Regions from separate parts of the Mus musculus genome. Here region 2 is linked to region 1. A link is a contact called in public HiChIP or PLAC-seq data. All regions are on one chromosome and are shown on one strand. The core of a region is the stretch at or near the end of the contact, and the rest is flanking DNA. Distances in the headings are between cores, read along the strand shown.

What was found. HiChIP or PLAC-seq counts read pairs in DNA pulled down with a chosen protein or histone mark.
Region 2: a contact with region 1 is called in an H3K27ac HiChIP or PLAC-seq map of VIP interneurons, with 5 times the contacts expected there. The contact joins two enhancer-like sites. A contact is called at or near these places in 3 of 115 datasets of contacts at active chromatin or transcription factors (VIP interneurons, astrocytes and embryonic basal ganglia).

The regions. Positions count from the first base shown.
Region 1 is chr7:111,299,355-111,306,781 of GRCm38.p6, forward strand. No RefSeq gene overlaps it. Among named protein-coding and RNA genes, the nearest start is that of Gm33145, 17 kb to the left of the region's middle. Within about 2 kb of position 2,622, at least 27 of the 459 cell types and tissues checked have an H3K27ac peak or open chromatin away from gene starts, as enhancers often do. A contact at or near this core is called in VIP interneurons, where this site is marked.
Region 2 is chr7:111,733,590-111,741,016 of GRCm38.p6, forward strand. The region is part of intron 1 of Galnt18 (polypeptide N-acetylgalactosaminyltransferase 18); the gene reads right to left. Among named protein-coding and RNA genes, the nearest start is that of Galnt18, 43 kb to the right of the region's middle. Within about 2 kb of position 2,977, at least 14 of the 459 cell types and tissues checked have an H3K27ac peak or open chromatin away from gene starts, as enhancers often do. A contact at or near this core is called in VIP interneurons, where this site is marked.

The DNA.
Region 1 (7,427 bases), core at 1,372-3,871:
TCCCCCCTCCCTCTTTCTTTCTTTCTTTCTTTCTTTCTTTCTTTCTTTCTTTCTTTCTTTCTTTCTTTCTTTTTGGTTTTTTGAGACAGTGTTTCTCTGTGTAGCTCACTGTCCTTGCTATCCTGGAACTCACTTTGTAGACCAGGCTGGCCTTGAACTCAGAAATCCACCTGCCTCTGCCTCCCAAGTGTTGGGATTAAAGATGTGTGCCACCACTGCCCGGCTTCTGGGCATATTTCAAACCCCAGCACATGGTCGTGGTGATTCTCAAGTCAGCATATTTTGTATGGCTTAATTTCTTTCCTCTGCTGTAGGTTCTGTGCCTCAGTATCCAGATCTTTCTCAGCAGCTTCAAGCTCCCACTGAGTTGATGGGCAGTTTCCCAAGAGCACTGTTGCCAAACCCGCACCTCTCATTGTCTGGCACGATGGTTCTAGTACCATGTCTCAATACAATGGCCACTTTTCTCTGGCCTCTTCAGATACTTTGAATTCTAAATTCTTCACATGTTATCCACTTCTCTCCAAACTTTGAATGTTTCATTAACTTGTTCATCACGGGCTGCAGACAGAGAACCCTGACCTGTTGTCAGACATTCTCCGTGGACTTGCCGTATACAACTCCTCGCTGTAGACACAGACACTGAGTTCCTGGAATTTGTTGAGCATCAGTCCAGACTCTTAGGGTTTGGAGATGAATAAAGAGAAGCATTGTCTTCATGGAGAAACCAAAAGAAAAAAAAAATTTCACACGAGTCATCCCCTGGGATATTTGTAGATTGACCTGTGGGTACCAGCTTCCTGTAGATCTTCCATCTGATTATGTAAGCTTGTTATTAACTTTCAGAAGCCTGCTGAATAGTCCCTGACTTAATAGTTAATATAAGGTTGCCCTTTCCAGCAAGGACTGTGGATTCTCCTTGTTCTTGCCTCTTACTGGTGTCTGTGGCATTTAGTCACTTTTCTTTACTTTTGAGCTAATGAAGTTCAACGTAACTTAAGGTTTGGATGGTGGGTGAGAGACCAATGGGAGACAGCTCTAAGCAGATGGGTTGAGTCAAGAATTGGGAAGGAGGGGCTGGTGAGAGGGCTCAGTGAGCCAAGGCACGTGCTGCTAAGTCTGATGACCCGAGTTCAACCTCCAGGACCCACATGGTAGAACCATTTCATGCACATTATCCTCTGGCCTCCACACACACCATGACACGGATATGCTTCCTCTAAGCAAGCAAACAAACAAGTAAAGATAAATATATATTTAAAAAAAAAAGAATTGGAAAGGAGGGAAATGACCTGACATTGGACCTTGAGACCTTGAAACAAGATCAGCCATGGGTGTGTGCAATGGAGAAAATGAAGATGGGAAGAAAAGACAAAGCTTGCTCATTAAGGAAGAGTAAGGAGTGAGGCTGCAGGAGAGAAGCCTGGAGGAGCTAAGACTTGCATTCATATACCTGTGCATTTAGATGTGCCTCTTTCCTCCGTCTCTTCAAGGGCTAGCAAGATTGGCTCTAAGGGACCTAGAGGGGCTGAGATGAGGCCATTGGGCTGCAGCGTGTCCAGCCCTTCAGTGGACATGGCTGTTGTAACCTGTGACACAGATCTGTTTTCATGGCAGCTGTACTTCTGTTTGTCACTCTCATGTACTATCCTGTTTCCAACTGCTATAGTTTGAATATGAAGTGTCCCCATAGGCTCCTGCATTTGGACATCTGTAATCTAGATCTATAGATGATTTAAAACTATCAGCAGTGTGTGTGTGTGTGTGTGTGTGTGTGTGTGTGTGTGTGTGTGTGTATGTAGATTCCTTCCTATGGAATAAAGTATAAAGTGCTCATAAAATATAGACTAGGTATTCAGATGGGCTGATCCTCATTATCATCCCCCTCTGACTCTGGGCCAGCATCAAGGCCTATCCTAGCAACAAGACTCCTGGGTGTGATGGAGGAAGTAAGGTGGTGGTCATGCCGCGATTATCCTGCCACTTGCCACGTGTTTCCTAAGCATTTTCCTCTCTTCTCTCTATTCCAAGTCTCACTCCTGTCCCTTCATTATTTAGACTGGACTGTCAACAGCATTCTTCAGCCTTGGTCTTGCTTCATTTCTCATAGATCATGTCACTGTGACCTTACTAAAATATACATATAACATTGCCTGTCTAAAATCTTTCAGAAGCTCTCCATCTTTTTTTTTTTTTTAAAGAAACAATTGCACTTCCCTTGCTCACCCACTACAGCTCATTGTGGACCTTCCAGATCTGCCTCTCTACCTCTCGTGTGCCTTTTGTATTCCATCACGCCGTAGCCTGAGGTTCTGTTGCTCAAATCCATAATTCCTTTCCCTCCATGGATGCCAGGGAAGCCCTTACTCCTGTTCCAAGCACATTGTGGGTATCACCTTCGCAGGAAGCCCGCTTTGGCAGCAACCTCTGCTTCTGCCTCAGAGTGAATCGCTTTCTCTTCTGCATTTACAGGATTCTATTGTTCTACTTACCATGCTGTACTAGAATCTCTTTTTAAACATTTCTTTCTCTCTTGCTAATTTGCATGCACAGGCAGAACGGGAACTATTTGTTATGCGTGTTCCCATCTCTAGCGTTCGCCAGCCGAGCTTCGCCTTTATCGAGTGAGTGAATGGATAAGGAAACGACGGAGATGAACGAACCCACTACGCACTGGGCACTGTGCTAAATGCTCTCCACGGACGCATCCCATTTAGTTCTCATACCTGGAGGATCAGGAAGAGGGGGCAGAGGGAAGATCAAACACCTTTCTTAAACAGGGTCTTATAACAACACAGTGGGACTGAGATCTGGGGACTGGGATGTGGGCCCGGGTTTGTCTAATTCTGGAGCCCTTGCTGTTTGCACTGAGTTAACAGAAGGAAGAAACAGCAGAGACAGATTCTAGCTAAATAAAAACATCATTCTTAAAAGGACCAGTGCTGTCCAAAAAGGAAATGGGTTACCCCAGAGTTCCTCGTCATCAGAGTAGGAACAGCCAATGCATGGGAGAAACACCCAGAGGGATGATACATGTAATTTTCTAAAAGTGAAGAACAACCATTTGCATGCTAATAGGAAATGAATGTATGTCAGAGATTTCATTCTTATTCAGTGCTAATCAAAGAGAGGAAGGAAATTCTTAAGACGTCGGAAGCTCAAGTGACTGGTAATTCTCATGGTGCCCTTCTCCAAGGTCGTATAAACAGTAAACAACTTCTAGGGGTAGGCTCTTTGGTAGAGCTGTCTACGAGTTGGCCAGGGAGTTCCGGGAAGCAGCTCTCACAATATTTTATTCAGGCTGGGTTGGGGCTTTTTGTGCAGCAGATGCCTGGAAGTTATACCCAGTACACACTGGCTCACAGAGCCAGACTTGGGTGGAATTGGTTTGTCAACAGTGCCTTATCTGGGAGAATAGATAGTTATTCATATTCACCTCAGGAGAAATCAGTAGAGCGTATTAGTCAGTTAGTGAGAAAGCCAGTAAGCTGTTAAAATCAGCACATAGAACATTTAATAATTAGACTTTTTTTTTTTTATTTGAGGGGGCTGGGGATGCTAGGAGATATTGCTGGGCTAAATGCAAAATGGATTAATGGCCACCAGTCCCTTAGATATAACTTATGGGTTGTCATATTTGCCAGATAAGATCACTTCTATCTCTTGTGGGTAATGTAAAATGTAAAAGGTTTGAATGATTCTTGTCAGAGCTGTTCTCTTGCCTCAGAGCTAGAACCAGCTGCTTCAGGACATGGCTGGAGGCTGGGATAGAGGAAGGCCACTGTCACAGAGAATCCTCCCATGTTCTTTGTCATTACAAGGGGGCACTCTCCTTCTATCCTGATGGTGTAGAAAAAGGTAGGGGAGAAGGCCTGGGTCAGAGTTGGGGTTACAACAACTGAGTTAGAATGTACCAGGGGTGAGAGGGCAGCTTTAGAGTCTCATAATAAACACAACCCGTTACTGAGGTTCTGTAGAGATGGCTCATCGGGTAAGAGTATCTGCTGCTCTTCCAGAGACCTTAGTTTGATTCTCAGCACCCATGTGACAGCACACAACCACCTATAACTCCAGTTCTAGGGCACCTAATGCCCTCTTCTGGCCTCTACAGGTGGCAGACATACACATGGTATACATACAAGTGCACAGGCAAAGCTATCATACACATTAATTTAAAAAAATCTGTCATGAAACTTTCCAAACATAAAACAAAGTAGAGAGCCAAGTATAGTGGTACACATCTGTAATTCTGTCACCCAGGAGACTGAGGCAGAATGAGCCAGCCTGGGCCATCCACTGGTGACCTTCCTGTGACCATGTTCTCAGAGGAAATTGACTCTTGCTTTCTCAGTAGCCATTAACCACCAATAACTCTGCTGCTGCTAGGGTCGTAGCTTTAGATGGTTCCCTCATCCATGCTAGGATTTTTTTTTTGATTGATGTTGATACACTATTGGCACGTGTGTGTGTGTGTATTAATATTAATAAAACAATGGTTATTTCTCCATGGGGGTAATCCCCATATATTCCATTCAAACCTATCCATTGCACCCATTGCCTCCTAGCCTCTTCTGTCTACACCACTCTATTCTATCCACCTCATCCCAAGCTAGCCCATTTAGTAACTAAAGTTCTAGATGCCAACTTAATTTGTATTCATTCTTCTCAGGGCAAACCCAGTTGACCAAATCTTATCTGCTACTTGGCTTTGTAAATAAAGTTTTGTTAACAACTAATATACTCTCATTACATATTAACTGAGACTGCTTTCCTGTTATAAAAGCAAAACTGGTCAGTTGCAGTGAAGAGAGTATGTTCCAGAAAGCCAGAATCACTATGTATATAGGCATTTATAGCATCTCAGACCCTCTGAATTATCATTAGAGCAGTGGTTCTCAATTTTCCTAATGCTACAGCCCTTTAATACAGTTCTTCATGTTGGGGTGAGCCCCAACCACAAAATTATTTTGCTTTTACTTCATAACTGTTATTTTGTCACTGTTATGAATTGTAATGCAAATATCTGATATGAAAATGGTCTTAAGTGACCACCAACCCTCAAAGTGTTGAGAACCACTACACTAGAGGGATCTGTTTTTCCCTAAGATATTTGCATAGGAATTAAACACTGCTAAGCATTGATAAATACTGTTAGCCACCATTAAATGCTGGTGAGAATGTTAGTTTTATGTCTTTATTTTTCCTCTGTGAATGAATGACATCACTGTAGTGGCAGTGGTAGCAGTGGTGGTGGCAGTGGCAGAGGCAGTGGTGACAGTGGTAGGACTGGTGATGGCAATGGTGGCAGTGGTGGTGGTAGCAAGAAGCAGTGGTTGTAGCAGCAGCAGCAGGAGGAGAAGCAGAAGAAAGATGGTAACTGAAGACCTCCAGAGAGGGCCCATTAGCAGCAGCTGCAGGAAGGAGAGGCAGCCGAGACAATGTGAACAACGAGAGGTGGGGAAAACCAAGTCTGGGGAAGGCAGAGGTCCATGAGGAGCTGAGGCTGCAGACTCTGGGCCCCAGTCACAGGAACCAAAGCACTAGCTGAGAACTAGGACAGCAACCGCTGCTGAAAGTGGATGGGCCACTGCCTGCTGCTACTGTACCACGGGCCATCGGTAAGTGTGGGGACCTGGATGAGCAAGGCAGGCTGACCTGAAAACCTAGAGCTGTAAGTTTGGCCTTTCGAACTTAGAACTATAAGCCTCTTGTATTTGGGACTAAGAGCTATAAGCCTCTAGGTCTGTTAGCATACCCTATAGGCTCTTGCCACTTGAGAGCCTGGAAATGCCACTACTGATGAAGCAGCCGGCAGCCTATTCACATTTCCATTAGAACCCAGCAAGATAAACAAACAAACAAACAAAGAGACAGACCAACCAACCAACCAACCAAACCCAAACAAAAACCCAGGCAGGGCTGGAGAGATGGCTCAGTGATTAAGAGCACTGGCTGCTCTTCCAGAGGATCCAAGTTCCATCTCCAGCACCCTTATGACAGCTCACAACTGTCTGTAAGTCCAGTTCCAGGTAATTGGGTGCCCTCTTCTGGCCTCTAAGGGCACTGCACAATGTGGTGTATAGATATTCATGCAGGCTTAAATACCCACACCTGTAAAATAAACAAAACATTAAAAAATTAAAAAAACTTCAGGCAGCCTATTGGTGACAACCCTACTGTGTCAGACTGAATCTTATCATGAGTGAACTGTGACTATGGGTGGGAAAGAGAAGAGTGAACCAAAAGGCCTGTGGGTGTTGAGTTTCATGTGCTTCAGAGTTTAAGCACATAAGAGGGGACAGAGAACAGGCACTATCTGTAGGCATGTCAAATGATGGAGGCTTTGTGAGAGCTTTGGCTTTCGTAGCCCCAAAGAACATGGCTAATGAACCTGCTTTAGGGAATGGGTGGGAGGGGGAAAAGACAGGACAACATCTGGTTTCCTGTTCCAGATTCTGAAACCAGGGCCTATGGATAAGTCTCCGCAGGAGTCATTGATTGGCAGTTCCAGATTTGTACTCTTTCACCTCTACAGCTTAGTGGAGACACTCTAGATTTCAACTCATTTGGTCCATGATCTGACTGGTGCTGGGTTATTATCAAGTCTTTAAACAGCCTGTTCTTTGACTTGGTACTTCATTAATGTATGATGAACGGGAGTTGCCATTTTGTATGCAACACAGAGACCAGGAGTGTGTCCTGGGTACCATGGAGCTGTAGTGATGCCCTTCTCAAACGAAACATGACAGGTAGCACCTTAGGAGCTGAGGTTTGGATTTGTTGGTAAGAATAAATGAGACAGATTTTTGTTGTTGTTGTTAATTAGGAACAAATGTTCATATGTCCCTAGCTCCACTCTTGGAGACAGTGGCATGGAAACTGTCCTTGTGATGTGACACAGTTGCTTTTGTATTTGAGGATCACATGTCTCTGATATGGATCCAAATTATGGAAATGCATTCAGTTCAGTCCAGCTCCTGGCTTGCGTGTATTACCAAAGCAGATGGTATAGTTCAATGACATGGGTAGTTAGTGTATACATCTGTGTGTGCACATGCATTTAGATACAGCACGTACTTTAAGGGTACAGTCTGCTAAGGACTAAGCAAGTAAAGTATACTTCTGCTTATATGGCCATTGCCAGAGCTTACTACTACCTTACGTTTAGAGACAATGAAGGAGGAGAAACCTTTTTACTGAGTGCCTTCTATGTGCCAGGTACTAAGCATATATTCTTTCACTTGGTTGCTCCAGCAACTCTTTCATATGTCTGACATGTTAGACAGTTTGTCACATGTTAAGTGTATTTATTATATGCTTTTATTGTATTTCATGGACTATGTGGCCAGCAGAGAGTGCAGAAGGAAGCAAAAGTAACATGCCTCATGTCCTCTGGAGTCTATGCTGAGTGGGGATGCTGAATTATA
Region 2 (7,427 bases), core at 1,727-4,226, 430 kb after region 1:
CGAAACGTTGTGGCAATAGTGACTTTATAACAAGAGACCTGAGCTAGCACACTTGATCTTTTCGGCCCAGAAACCCTCTAACATGCTATGGTACAGCAAGAAGACCCTGACAAAATTCCAAGCAGATGTGGCTCATGTTCTTGGGCTCCACAGGCTCTAGAACTATCATCCAGGTAAAATTCTATTCCTTACTAATAAGCAAGCCTCAAGTAATTTGTGATAGGAACAGAAGCAGAATAAGTTGTAGCCCAAGGTTACATGTAAAAACATAAAAGACATTCAAGCTCATTCTCTGAACCGTAATGCTGACTGATCTCCATCTATAGAAATCCAGGAATGCAGAAGCAACCTAACATAGCTTAAAGCCTTGGGGTACTTGAGTGTACTGGCTACCCTCTCTAGACAGCACAGTCTTCCCGGCATAACTACATTGGGTCAGTTCAAGGGCACAGATTCCAGTATCAGTTCTTGGGTTTACCCCCACCCCTACCCCTGCTCATTAAAATATGGTTCCATGTATAACCTCATCCTGGCTTCAGTCTAGGGTCTGGATTAATTTAGAGAAAAACCTAAACGTAAGATGACCATATTCAACTCAGTTGCCAAAAAGATGAGTTACAAAAGGCTGTGCTAAGCAGATGCCACTAGAAGAGAGGATAGTGGGTAGGAGAGGGAAGGAGCCCAGTAAACACCCGCCAAGGTGCAGCGACATTCTTGTGTCATACCAAGCACTCTGAAAGTGTGGCATTCCTCTGCATCTCACAGTGACCATCTGAAAGACATCAGTATTCCAAACTACCAAGAAGAACCCTTGGACCTCCATTAGAAAGATTAAAGAATGTGTTTGGTGCAGACCAAAAACAAATCTCAGATTATAGAAGTTGTCAAACTATCTTGACTGCCAACTGGACTATCAGCTTGAGGCAAGAACTCACTCATCCTATTTGCTCTCATGATGGTAAATCTTTTCTTTTAAGATTTATTATGTATTTATTTATTTATTTTTGTGTTTGAGTGTATATATGTGCACCATGTGCATGCAGAGGCCTCAAGAGGCCAGAAGAAGGTATAAGGCCCCCTAAAGCTGGAGTTGTAGGGAGCTGTAAGCTGTACAGCATGTATCTGGGAACTGAACTTGGATCTCCTAGAACAGTATCAAGTGCTCTTAACCACTGAGCTATCTCTAGAGCCTGGCATGGACCTTTGAGCTCTATATGCACATTCACACACATGTACATAAACACCCTGGAGGGCAAGAAAAAAATTAGAAAAGAAAATGTAGCATTTCACAGACACAGAAGGTCAAAGACCAGAGATAACCTAACCTGGAAAGACTAACCAAGCCTCAAAACCAGGCTATGACCTTTTGTTATAACCCTTCAAATTGTCCCCAAAAGTAAGGACCTTCTGAATGGCTCTCAAGGGAATGATTTTCTGGTCAACACTGCCTGGGGGCAAGACAGAGACTGCAAGTATATGGGTGGATCCTGATGGAGGACTCTGTGATGCCCCAGAATGTATCTGAACTGTGAGGCAGATAACATCCTAACTATGGAATGAGGAACAAAGAGAAAGGCAGGCCAGTAAACCTCAGCAGTCACCATTGTGCAAAGGTCCAGGGAAGATGCATCTGCAAGTTACCGGCCAGGAGGAGACAGGAAGAAAATTCAGACTCTACACCAAAGGCTAACTAACCCTTTTCCATGCCAGCACTCCCCCCAGACTCTCCTTCTGAGTGAGAGAACACTGACCCAGTGTTCAGCTTTCCTGTGGGGAGAAGAAACTTTAATTACAAAGCTAATTGCAGATTGAGTGCACCTGGTAGTGTGTGTGTGTGTGTGTGTGTGTGTGTGTGTCTGTGTGTGTCTGTGTGTGTCTGTGTGTGTCTGTGTGTGTGTGTGTGCATGTGGTATATGTGTGTGTGTTTGTGTGTGTGTATGTGTGTGTGTCTGTGTGTGTTTGTCTGTGTGTCTGTGTGTGTGTCTGTCTGTGTGTCTGTGTGTGTATGTGCGTGTGTCTGTGTGTGTTTGTCTGTGCGTCTGTGTGTGTGTCTGTGTGTGTGTATGTGTGTGTCTGTGTTTGTGTGTGTGTGTTTGTCTGTGTGTCTGTGTGTGTCTGTGTGTGTGTCTGTGTGTGTATGTGTGTGTGTGTCTGTGTGTGTGTCTGTGTGTGTGTCTGTGTGTCTGTGTGTCTGTGTGTGTGTGTGTCTGTGTCTGTGTGTGTGTCTGTGTGTGTGTATGTGTCTGTGTGTGTGTGCATGTGGTATATGTGTGTGTGTGTCTGTGTGTGCATGTGGTATATGTGTGTGTGTGTCTGTGTGTGTGTGTGTGTGTGTGTGTGTGTCTGTGTTAGCCTTGAGTCAATTAAGAAGAGGCTCCTTTTCATCCATTCTTTCACCAAGATTCTAAGCTTTTAAAGAAAGAAAAGGAAGATGACAAAAAGCAACAAGGTGTCTTGGGAACAGAGCCTCTCCTGGAGTAAGGAGGTGAGGGGGTGTCAGTGTTGTATGTTACAAGCAGGTATGGGCTTCCTATGTGTAAGACCAACAGGAAGCTTGGGCCCTCACCTTCCTACAGGATTCCTGCTGCTCTCACCAGGTTACATGTGGGGCAAAGAAAGAGAATTGTAGGCCCAGACGAGCTTCCTCCCAGCAACTGTTCCCTACAAACGCTTGGTGATATTTTGTACCTGCTTAGAATTTTGTGGGGCTGTATCAGTAGCAAAGAACCTGAGGCTTGGTGTGGCCCACCCAAAAGGACAGGGACATTGTGTGCCCTCCAATTGCAGGAAGGAAGGAAATGGGGATGGGAGGGAGAGGGAAGAGGAGGAAGGGAGGAAATAGACACGGCCACTTCTGGAGCTGTGCTCACAGAATGGCAGTCTGGCTTTCCTGGCCAGCAGCATCCCAGCAGATATGTGGGGCTGACTAGGAACTGGCTGTAGGCAGACACAAAGCCAGCAGGGAAAAGATGGAGTCTGGGCACACTGTTGGCCAAGTGACAACGATGGCAGAGAAAGCATTCATTCCTGCTGGGCACCCTGGTCTGCTCACAGCTGGTTTCAGTGAATGCTGGTTGAGGGCCAGCTATCTCCATTTATCTGTGTTAGTCCATTTTTGTTACCATAACAGAAAACGTGGGGTTGGGAGGCACTTCTAAAGAAGACTACTAAGATCACAGTTTTGATGGCTATGTAATCTAAAAGGATGATACTGCTCTGGTGAGGAACCCTGGGCTGTACTTCCTCCTATCACATGGTCGTGAGACAGCATACATGCAAACAGAGAAGATAAATGGCCAGATAGGAATATAGAAGCATGGGGCAGGGGGCGGGAGGCAGTAAGGACCTCCTCAACCGCTGTCCTGACAACCTGACCTCCAGCACAGGAAACCTTTAGGGTACAGTCACAGCATAGCCAAACCAGGACACTTTTTCTCCAAATGTGACCAGGTTTACAGATGACAAGCTGTCAGCAGTCTTAGCTCCCTCATCTCAAAGAGTGTTCTCCAAGGGCTGAAGGGATAGCAGATCAGCCAGTAAAGCATTTGCTATGTAAGCATGAGGTTCTAAGTTCTGACTTCCACTATACACATAAAAAGCTGAATCCTTAATCATACCGTATCTGGAGCAACAAATACAGGTGACCGCCTAGCGCTCACTGGCCAGACAGCCTAGTCAAGTCGGTGGGCTCCAGGTTCAGTGAGAGACCATGACTCAAAAATAATGTGGAGAGCGATAAAGGCAGATCCAAGTCACACACACACACCACCTCTACAAGCATCCATCTTCCTCACACGCCAACACAAACACTTCATCCACCACATGCACACTAACTTTAAAACTATAATAAAAAGCAATTTTCAAAGAGTAGTTTCCAAATTGGGTTGAGCCGTGTGATGTCTGTCACAAATACTTATGTGAATCCCAATAAGTTAAGCAGACAGGGCAGAGCTTTCCCACACGAGCCAAGCTGAGGGTGGATCGGTCTCCACCTCCCACCCATCAGGCCTCCAACTTGGGAGGCTGCCAGAATTCTCCATGGACGCTGGGCAGAATCAGAAACTACACAGATGAGGGCTCTGCAGCTGACACCCGGAGCCCCAGGCAGAAGGACAGCAGGAAGGTACATCTGATTAAGATCAATTGATGCTATGTCCTTTCTAAATAAACCACCAAGCTCATTCCTACGTGCTCAGAGGCCGTGCCAATAAATGATTGGACAAATCAATTCAGTAAGCCTGGATTACCAGAACTGGTCCACATTTATCCCAGTCCCAGTGAGGACAAAACCTGGAACATTGGGAGACAGGACCATAGAGGATGTGGTTTCAGCAGGCTAGGTCTGCACCATGGTGAACTGGGTTGTGACTTGGAGGTCTCAGTTATGAAGTGTCTTCACAGGCTCTGACAACTCAACAAAAGATTTTGCCAGCCCTCAGCATAGAGGGTTTCCTGTGGGTTTGAATGCACAGCCAGAGAGAGGGGTCTATAGATGACGGGCAGTTCTGTATCTTGCAGCTTTAGGCAAAAGAGAGAGGGGAAGGGAGAGGAAGAAAGGGAGAGAGGAAGAGAAGGAGAGGGGGGTAGAGGGAGAGGAAGAGTGGGAGACGGAGATAGAGAAAGAGGAAGAGGAAGAGGAGCTAAAGGTAGGACAGACAGCAGACAGACAGTTATCTCTGCATAGCAGAGGCTTCTATGTAACAGAGTAGCCTCAGCCTCGTTGTCCACTTCACAGAGAGGCCCAAGCATTTAGGGACCAGATTTTCTAGGCTGTTCCCAGATACAAGCCTTCTGTGCAGGCACCAGCATACCCACAACTGCTCTTGGTCACCAGTGCAGAGGAAAGTGCTACCCTCTTCATCCTCTAACCAGGTCTCTTCCTAACAGAACTATCCCAAGACACATCAGAATACTCCAGGCTTTCATGGGTCTCTGCTCGGGGTGTTCCCTCTGCTTGGAGCCCTTCCCTCTATTGTTCTTCTACTGAACTCACTCACGTTCTAGTCCAAGTGGCCACAGTGCTATGATCAGGCTGCTCAGCCATTGACCTACACATAACTGAGACCTCCCCACAGGAATAGCAGTCAAGATACTTGACAGCTGAAAGAGATAGGCACCACCCAGGCAGAACGCCTGGCCAGCAGGAACATGCTGCTACAGTTAGCCAATATGCCACACTAACAGTTTCTGTGACTATTGTCCCATGGCACCTGCCACCCCAACCCCTGCCAGCATGGCTTGTCAACCTGGGTTCAACAGGAATTAGGGTACAGATGAGCAACTCTTCCTGATCATCAGCATCACCATGCCATGGGACCAGGGGGTGTTGCTACACTGCCCTGAGCAAGGCCGTTGTGAACTCCATGTGGCCGTTCTCCTCCGCCAGCTCCAGGACATGCTAGTGAATTGACCCCAATGCATCATCCTCCCAGCATCGTTTGGAGCCTGTTTCCCAGCTCTCCGCAGCCCTGAAAAGAAGGCAGTGTGTGCTGAAGACAATTTATGTTCTGTCTATCTTTTTTCTCTTGCTCATGCCCCAAGAGAAGCAGGCTTGCTGTGTCCCAGCTGTGACAGCCAGAGGAGCCTCATCTGTCTGAGTTGATCAAAGACACAGGACAGAAGCACCCCAAGGCTGAGCAAAGTGCAGGGCTGGAGTGCTGGCCCAGGGGACATTAGTGCTGGCCCAGGGGACACTAAGCACAGGGCTGAGTGGGGAGTCAGGGCAAGAGGCTGGACTCAGAAATATAAAATCACGCTGGTTCTAACTTAAACCGTGAGTTCATTTCCATCTGGGTTGCAAACAGCCCTTAGCCAAAGCCAGAAGTGCTGGTGGGGAGTGATTCCTGCCTTCCAGGGGAAGCCGGGAAGCCAGGGCTTTCTGCACTTCTCACCCAAAGTAGCTGCTGACTGATCTGCTATTTTGGAGTTGAACGCAGATCCAAGCAGGAAGACAGAAGGCAGAATGGGAAAACCCCAGCTGACCTCTACACCCAGGCCACTGCCCCTCCCCCGTCATACACTGTACCTTCTGCCAGCCTCACTGGCTGCAGTCACATCCCGTGAGACTTGAAGGATGTAGATGTTGCTTTCCTTTGGATTTTCAATCCTACCAGGTATTGTGACCTTACTGGTTAGGTTTCCACCAGGTACCTCCACCCTCTCGGCAAGACTTACAGAGGAAGCCAACCTTCTCATCCAGGGTCTGCAAAGAGTGCATGTGACTGCTTCATATTTGGTGTGAGTGAAGCATCCAGAGAGGCTGTCTTGGCACATGCTCTCCTCCTTGGGACTGACTTTATTGTTAGAAAGATTAACAGCTTCCACTCAACATGTATTTATTATAGACCAGTCTGTGTCAGATGAGACTCGGAGATGAGCAAGACCAAACCCCTGCCCTCGTGAAATTTATAGTCTCTTGCTGGAGAAAGACAGCAAGGGAGCAGATGGATCAAGGAGTCACAGGTGCACAAAATGACACAGAGGTACTGGGAAAGGGTGGGACAGGGTGAGCTTGATGGTCAGAACGAAGCAAAGAACTGGACACTGCAGGCAGAGAAAGCGGAGCTCAAAGGTCCCGGGGCCGAATCAAAGCTGGGGTGTCAGAGGGTCAGAGAGGAATGAGACAGTTGGATAGGGGGTCAGGGAGATGGCAGGGACCAGATGGCAGAGGGCATTTATGGAGCGATGTGACTGCTCCTCATTAGCATTGCCCTTCCTGTGATGGGGTCATGTGCCCATCTGTTGCCCTGTAGTCAACTATATACAATGGGGAATCCATACCCCCCCCACCCCCCCCCCACCCCACAACAAGTGTGGGCCTGTAGAGTATGAACAGATCTGATGTATCCCACCCTAAGGGGACACAGAGAGCTATCATGATACTCGGCTACTGTTCTCTTGTCTTTATCACAACACAGAATCAAGAGCCTTAGCTATCTTACTACCCACCCACCCGGGGCCACCCCAGGAAATATGCTCATGTGCTCTTTTGCAAAAAATCTAGCACTTTCCAGGTCTTTCCTGAGAAGCTGCCCTCAGTTTATGTGGAAGATGTTTTCCAGAGCACTGTAGATGAAGGCCCCCTGTCCCGCCCACCCTGGGGTTCCCATCGGGGAACATCTCACTGCAATGGATCTTTCTAGTCTGTCCTAACAAATGCCAGCCCATCTGATGTCCTTTTGTCCTCAAAAGCATCTCACGTGGTACCTAGTGAAAGTCGTTGCTCAACCTGCATATTTTGAATGAATGGAAAATGTGTACCACCTGAATCCATAAGTAAAGATACAATTCAGAGGGCAAAAGTGCTCTAGTTCTGTGTCTGGCTGGAAAGCATGTAGAAGCTAAGTTTAATCAATAAATGAAAAAAAAGGTTGTCTCTACTAAATTCCTCTCTACCCAGCACCAGCAAAGGACACATTTACATCTCA